Linked DNA regions of Mus musculus: region 1 is linked to region 2. The links are chromatin contacts, called in public Hi-C maps. All regions are on one chromosome and are shown on one strand. Each heading gives the region's core, a stretch centred on a gene start, on an enhancer-like site or on the middle of the called end of the contact. The rest is flanking DNA. Distances are from core to core; before and after follow the strand shown.

Region 1 (3,973 bases), core at 464-2,963, 590 kb before region 2:
CTGCTACCTTGTTTGGGGGAAGTGATTGGCAAACACCTGCACCTCCTCGACTGTCAGCTGATGCACAGAGAGACCCCAAGAACTTTGCCTAAGTGACAAAGGAAGAGTGTTTTGTCTGTCACCGTAAGAATCTGAAGGGTGTGTAAACATCAGGGGGTCAAAGACTCCTTGGGGTTGTCCTAGAGGGCCTAAGTGCTAAGCACTAAGATGTAAGGGATTAAAAGGAAACATACCTGAGAGAAGGTTGACTTAGTAGGTGATTAGACAGACGTTATAGAGGCAGAAAGGCTGTTTTGCTTGGATCACTTGCAACTAGATGGACAAGCCCCCTCCATCCTGGGGAGACCATGCTATGTGGTCCTTGGAGAAATCCTACTCTATTGGGCCAGGGGAAGGCAGGGAGCTAGATGGCTATAACACAGCTCTACAGTTCATCTTTGTCTTATGACAAACTCAGTTTGACTTTTTCTTTTTTATCTCTGTTAGCTTATGTGGGTTAATACTGAGCTCTAAAACTAGTGTGAAACTTCCAGCCTCAAAAAAATAATGTCTTCTTAATAAGCCAATCTCTGTGGCATTTTCCTCCATATATATACATACATACATACATACATACATATGCACTGACAATCATTTTGGCAGTTTTTGAAGCAATGTAGCAATGTATTTTATTTTGAATTCTGGTCAACATATGTTATCCAGTGGGTAGGGTGATGCCTATGTTTAATACCAATACTCAGGAGACAGAGTCATGTGAATCTCTGAATTTTTGAAACCAGCCTGGTCTACATAGCAAGTTTCAGGCCAGTCAGAACTGCACAGTAAGACTTTATGAATGGGAGACAAAAAGAGAGAGACAGAAACAGAGACAGAGAGGGAGACACAGAGAGAGAAACAGAAGGAAAGAGAAAGAGAAAAAAAGAAGAAAACCTCAAATATATACACACTCCGCATATGAAAGCAAATATGTCTGTTATTATGTGCACACTGTGTAGGTTTACTAGTATTTGTGCAAAATGAAATCTCAAAAATATCACTTGCTAACAGAAAATAGAACCTGTATCTGTAATTATTATTTGTTTATAATAGTGGCCATGATCTTATACTAGCACAGTATATTTATTATTGTATATCTTTTATAATTGACAACTTTTGACTCTCAGACCTAACATTTAAGAAATTCTAAAATCTGAAAACTGTTTTTAACACACATTGGTTGAACATTATTTTATGTAAATGAGACTTAAATGTACTAATGTTCTTAAAAGTAGATTTCTCTGCAGGAAAAATGGTCTAAATTCTTTCTTTTCAGCTTTTAAATAAAACAACACTTAGGTTCTTAGCCCTAGTGAGGAATCCTAGCTTTATAGACTCTTTTAGCATAAAATATCATCTTCCAATTTAAACAAATTTAAAAAAGAGATCTGTAAAAGACCCACCTGCACACCAATTTGCAAAGAAGTTACCATTTCCATCTCGTTTTCCAACCACAAAACCCACTGGGTTAAAAGAGAAGGTACCTAGCAGCTCAGCCCTATCCTGTGACACAGCTTGTAACACTATATGGAAAACCTTTGTCTCGATGTCATCACCCTCCCATCTTGACTAATGGCTAGTTAGTTTTGTTAAAATGCAAGGGTGATGGCGTATGCTCCAGTGAACTTCCCCTCCTCTCAGCACCAGAGACAAAAACCTGCAGCTCTGCTGTGTGCAGGCAGCCATCTGGACAGCTTTCCCTCAAAGCCCAGCCCACACCACACTGCAGGCAAAATCAGAGGGCTCCAGAGCTCTGTGGGGCTATTCATGACATACCAATTTCACATTTTCTGCTTGTAGGCTTGCAACAATAAATGCTAATGAGGACCATGAATGACAGTGTTAAAGACAATAAAAAGGTCTCCAAATCCCTTGCATATGGAGACACTGTTTTCAAAACTTCACCTTCTGTTACAGCGATGTAAGAATCTAAGGGATTAAAAAAATAATAATAACCTAAGGAAAGCAGTAAGCTGATCAAAGCACAACTGAATTCTTAAGATTGCCAGAGAAAGCAGTCTGTACAAGGCCAGCAAACAACAGATATTACCAACCCCATGAATGCATAAGGCACCGTTAGTCTCTACCTTTGTGTCTTGGACATGAAGCTCAATGAGAAAAAAACCTTTCTGCTAAACACTGACACACCACCACCTTTGAGCCTGAGAAGCAGTTCTGCAAAAATGATTATAATCAGCCCGATGCCTGTCATCATTCTTTGACTTAGTAGTAAACATTCAACGTATTTTTAAATCAGCGAAAATGCAAGCTGGTTCTCTTCTGATAACATCTATCCTTAAAACCAATCCAATAGTAGAGGCTTAGAGGAGTGGAACAAGTTCAAATCCAGGCTAATTTACAGAGCAAGATCGGAACCAGCTGGGGCTCCAGAATAAGTAATACTAAGTGTGGAACTGGTAATGATGGCCCTATGCAGGGGGATTTCATGTGAGGGTTACTTTCGGAATATTCCAAATTTCCGAAAACGAACATACATATGTTTGAACCACATGGATTCTATATAATATACATTTCTTTCAATGCAATGAAATTACAGAACAAAAACCATAAACATAGGAATATTTTAAACACCAACAAGACTCTTGCTATGCTCAGAGGAACTGTGTAGTGGTTAATTCTTTTCATTAACACAGACTTAAACACTTTCAGCAAAATCCACCAGGTGGAGCAAGGACACAGCAATACAAGAGCCCACATTTTTTTTTTCTGATCATATTTTTTTCCTCAGCACTTTTTAATCTCTAACAAACTCCCATCACCTTTTCTCCATATTGCAAATTCTTCAAATCTATACACATACACTAATTTGTTACATTTGTATGTAGATTCAAACTTTAAAAAGAAAAACCCACTTTTAGCTAGAATGAGTTTTATTACCAAATTCCATCCCTAACTGTGCTTTCTCTGTCCAGAGGTCCCAGTATAGCACATCTGCTACAGCACCAAGACAAAATGACTCCAGCGGCGTTCGCACCCATCCGCCCCACCACACTGCTGTATATTGGAATATAGAAAATACAGTAGCGCTTCAAATCTTTGAACCTCAGCTCAGTTCGCTTAGCAAATTCAGCACTTCAACTTACTAAGATTATTCATTTATACCTCATTAACGTTTTCAGAAAGTTTGTCAAGATTGCCTTTTATGTGAAAAGGTCCCTTTTCCACTGCTGTGGGTACACTGACAACAGAACTAGATCACTGGCCCAGCTGGCAACCTGCTCTTGGCCAGAGCAACCCCTACCCATCCTCTCCTCCGCCACACCACCTGTTCCTGTCCATTTCAGCCCAGATTAACAGAGCAAGCTCACCTGAAAACCACAACTAGCCATTTGTCTTTCAGTCTTTCTCAGTCCTCTCTTAGTGAACTCAGTGCCCTGCTGATAATAGCACTGGGCTGTTCTCACCTGCATTCTGAAAAACTATGGGGGGGTCGGGGGTGGGTCGGGTGATAAAACCTAGCAAAACTTGGGGAGCTCAGGAGGCAGGGTGGGGCTTTAGTGAAGAGTCTGTTTGTAGAGAGTGAGTTATGAACACTGACAGTGGCTAAAAGTATATTTTTATACTACTTTCTCCACGTGCATATTGATGGTGAAGAAAAACTCTGAAGGAAAGGCAGGAGGATGCTACATAAATAGACAGGAGCAAACCTGCAGAGAGGGTGCACCAGGCACAGGTGCTTAATGCCTGTGAGCAACAGACCACCAGGCCAGGTCAGTCGCCAGGTACACCAGGCTAGACCAGCTAGTTAAATGATTATACACTTGCCCATGGCGCAGTATACAAATATTCAAACACATATTATTTCCATAAATATTATATGAATACAAAGCTGCTTTTCTAATAATTCCCATGAAACTTCTCTACAAAGTCCAACATGTTTATCACTTTGGGAAAAGCAGTGTAGAGAACTCATTGC
Region 2 (4,051 bases), core at 838-3,337:
TGGTTTTGTGCTCATCTCTCTCCTGTAACAAAATAATGAGTGTGAATGTAGACAAATGGGAAGCTCGACTGCATGCATTGGAGGAAGGGATCAGTCAGTTCTGAGGTCAGGGCTCCTAATCAGGCATCACAAAACTTGAGCTGATCAGTTTTACCTCCTGGCTTTATTTTTTTCATCCAGATGATTTGGCTTCTTTACAACAGTGTTCTATGATTTTAGCAACAGATCCTAGATGGTACAGTAGAGGCAGGCTAGAATGTAGGAGAAGGCATATGCTGTTTGAAGATGCAGATTCTAAACACATTTCTTACTGGGGACACTGGTATCATCTTAGGGATCCTGATGTGCAATGTACAAGGCTTCCAAGCATTTAAGATGCTTCAGCATCTCTGATCTCTAGCCACTAAATTTTATAACACCTTCTGTTCATGATAGCAATGTCAAAGTCCTCTATTTTTCCTATGTCCCCTGGAGGTTTATAATAAGGGATCCTTCTCTATCTACCAGCACACACACACACACACACACACACACACACACACACACACACACACTCTCTCTCTCTCACTCACTCACTCACGGGAGAGAGAGAGAGAGAGAGCGAGCAAGAGAGAGAGAGACAGAAAGACAGAGAGACAGAGAGTCTATGTTGAGAATACTTGGATACCGTAGAGAACTGGGAGACTATTGGTGTCATTAATGGTCATGGAGAATTCATTAAGATGTCCTTGGTTGGAAGATACTGTTTTATTTTGGACATGCTGAGTCTGAAGTACCACTGGGATATATGAGCCTTATTGGTATGCAGGCAGAAGACAACAAGAAAGAAGAAAGTTGGCAGGGTTTAATAATCTATTCAACCTCGAGAGAGAAGAATTGCTTCTTGTTCAGTTCTCAGATATTTTATTGAAGAAAAAGAAACATTTTGGCTGTGCTAGAATCCAGTTCTTTAAATTTTATTCCAGAGTTTTATTTTGAATTCTTACGAAGCAAATGAAGGTGACACACATTGGTCAGCTACATGAGCCAGACACTTAAAAGCCATTAGCAAATGTATTTTCCATTGTCCATGTGTCTCAGGCTGAATGGCTGGATCAAGGTGACACAGTCAATTACCAAAGAATGATCATTCTGTCCAGCTTCAAAACGCAGGTCCTTTTTACTGCCACAGTGTGACAGTTACTGAGTTTGAATTTCAGCAATCCCAGCAGACATGCAAAGTGCTGGTATATATTCATGCACTGCTCCTCAGACATCCTGCTGTGCTGTGTCTAGGGCATAGTGGCTGATGGGAATGTACCATGATACACAAGGTGGGTTAAGAAGCAAACCGTTTTACATAGAAGTTCCATTTGGGAATACTAGCTCCAGTTGGACAAATGTTACTATGATCTAATTTTTAAAAAATATTTTTGCCATAATGAGACAAATCTTAGAATGTTTTCAGGGTCTATTTGTTGAAGTTACAGGGACCATGCTCCATAAGAATGTGTTCTCTGTGTCTGTCTCTGATTCTGTCTGTCCCATCTCTGTGTAACAGAGTTGAGACAGTAAAAAGTCATATAGTTCCTTATATTACTTTTTAAGTTACCATACAAGATGATAGGTTACATTATTATTTGCACTCATATATGGCAGTATACATTCTTCTTATTAATTTTTCTCTCCCATTGTCCTGCCCATCCCCCCTCTTTCTCTCTTGCTGGTCTCATTGGTTCCACTAAACCATAGTTTCTTCTGCTTTCGTGTCCCATGTATACTGTTACTCTTTCCTTTTTTCTTTCCTTTCATCTCCATTAAGATGTCTTCTAAATAATAAATGGACAAATGAGTTATAGAGACAGTTCTCAAAATAATAAATAAAAATGACTAGTAAGTATTTGAGGAAATGTTAGAAAATATTCTTAGACTTCAGAATAATACAATTTAAAAACTGTTTTAAGATTCTATCTTACTCTAATATGAATAGTTGTCATTGAGAAACACAAGAAATAGTGTTAAAGAAGTAGAGAAATTATTCCTGTACAGTGCAGCAACTAAAACCAATACGGCATTTCCTCAAAACCTAAAATTAGAATTACTATATAACTCATCTATTCCTGGTGATCTGCTGAGGGACTTATAAGTTGGTCTAGTACTCAGATATGTATACATTTATCTTTATTGCTTCATCTTCACAATAGCTATGGAATGAAAGCAGCCTAGATGTTTATCAATAGAAGAAAATACACATAGAGATTTATAACTGGCCAACACACAAAAAATATTGTAGAGTGCTCATTCCTCAATGGAATATACATATCCTCTTGCCAAGGCTCAAGAATCATTGCCAAACAAGGGTCAGAAAGATTGTAAAAGCCAGAAGTGGTGGGTGACACAGCTAAATATTTTGGCTGTGCTAGAATCCAGTTCCTTAAATTTTATACCAGAGTTTTATTTTGAATTCTTAAGAAGCAAATGAAAGTGAAACAGATTGGTCAGCTACTGGACAACCGGGTAGTTGCACATATGGCCTGACATTTGCTGTGACTGCATGCACAAATCCTGCCCACCGTCAAGCCAGACATAAATCCTAGCATCGAGTGAGAGGATGGTTGGTAAATTCTACCCCCATATGAACAACTATTGGAAACTGATGGCTGTAGGAAGAGAGTCGGTTTTCTTCAAGAATGTGATAGATCCCTGCAAGACTGCCCACACTCCAGTAGATGCTCCTATACCTGTGCATACACTGGACACACTAGGTGGACTCCATGTGGAATATGTGTGTGTGTGTGTGTGTGTGTGTGTGTGTGTGTGTGTATGTGTGTGAGAGAGAGAGAGAGAGAGGGAGAGAGAGAGAGAGAGAGAGAGAGAGAGAGAGAGAGAGAGAGAGAGAGAAGAGAGGTAAGATAGACAGACCAAACAGACAGACAGACTGACAGAGAAACAGACATACAGAGAGACACAGACAGACAGAGACATAAAATTGGGAAGGAAAAATGATGGAAGGAAACAGTGAAGGGCGTGTAAAATCACATTGTATACTTGTATTACAGTCTCAATCTTATAAAAAGTAAAAAAAAAATTATTCACTCAAAGATAAAATGAAATCATAACACTTGCAAGAAAATTAAATTTATTGTGTTAATTACAACAAGCCACAATCAGCAAGACAGACATTGTTCTTTCGCTCACATATTAAATCTAGATGAAAGATTGTGTAGTGTGTGCGTATATGTGTGTGTCTGGGGTGTGTGGAAGTAGAAAGGGGACTGTGAGAGAGGAAAGAACCCAGAGCTTCCTCTGGAGCATGAGGCCCACCCCATATCTTCCATCCCAGGTTGAATTTGTCATTTCTCTGTGTTAATCATGACTTCTGGAGTTGTGATTCCCAAGCCTGGATGTGGTGGTTTAGGGTTAATTATGTTCTTCTTAGGATTTTCTATCTGCATTCTAACACTGGTTGTACTGATGTTTTCTGATAACCTCTGCAGACCTGTTTGTGTTCAATGCTTTCTCTTTGGCTCATGCTTTAGACACTCACAGTCCCTTTTCTCTTTAGTCACAACAGCATGCAACTCTCACAAGGCAGCTTTCTGAACACCTATTTCTAACGTCCCTGATTCTCCCTATTACCAGCAACACAAATAAATTCACTTTCTCTAACTATGAAATTAATACATTTTTTTTACATTTTTTTTTCATTTTTCCGCTGGATTATTCCTGTTACCAGGCATCTTGTTAAGCCATGGATCAAAATCAATGGATTCTATTTTAGTGAGCAAGAGATGGCATTGGTATTGAAAATAAATTAATTTAAGTGGCTAAAAATAAAACTGTATACTCCTATCTATAGCTACTGTTAAATTTTAACTTTACTGTTTCCATGATAATAATTTAGATACCTTCATGTTACAAATTTTAAGAGTTTCTATTTCAATATGTTTAAGACCATGTAGGGGTTATAGGTAGGTTGGATTGAGTTCAAGTGATTGATAACCTCACTTTTGTTCTGTATAATAGTTTACTGGGATGTTATATATTAAAATAGCCTCTCTCATTATGTAAG

Evidence for each region. A called contact is a pair of places that touch in the nucleus more often than the background predicts.
Region 1: a contact with region 2 is called in a Hi-C map of cerebellum, with 2.3 times the contacts expected there. The contact joins two enhancer-like sites. A contact is called at or near these places in 1 of 484 Hi-C or Micro-C datasets (cerebellum) and 1 of 115 datasets of contacts at active chromatin or transcription factors (astrocytes).

What each region holds. Positions count from the first base shown.
Region 1 is chr4:13,776,786-13,780,758 of GRCm38.p6, reverse strand. It overlaps a transcript of Runx1t1 not described here. Among named protein-coding and RNA genes, the nearest start is that of Runx1t1, 6.0 kb to the left of the region's middle. Within about 2 kb of position 1,713, at least 41 of the 459 cell types and tissues checked have an H3K27ac peak or open chromatin away from gene starts, as enhancers often do. A contact at or near this core is called in cerebellum, where this site is marked.
Region 2 is chr4:13,190,802-13,194,852 of GRCm38.p6, reverse strand. No RefSeq gene overlaps it. Among named protein-coding and RNA genes, the nearest start is that of Gm46847, 84 kb to the right of the region's middle. Within about 2 kb of position 2,087, at least 4 of the 459 cell types and tissues checked have an H3K27ac peak or open chromatin away from gene starts, as enhancers often do. A contact at or near this core is called in cerebellum, where this site is marked.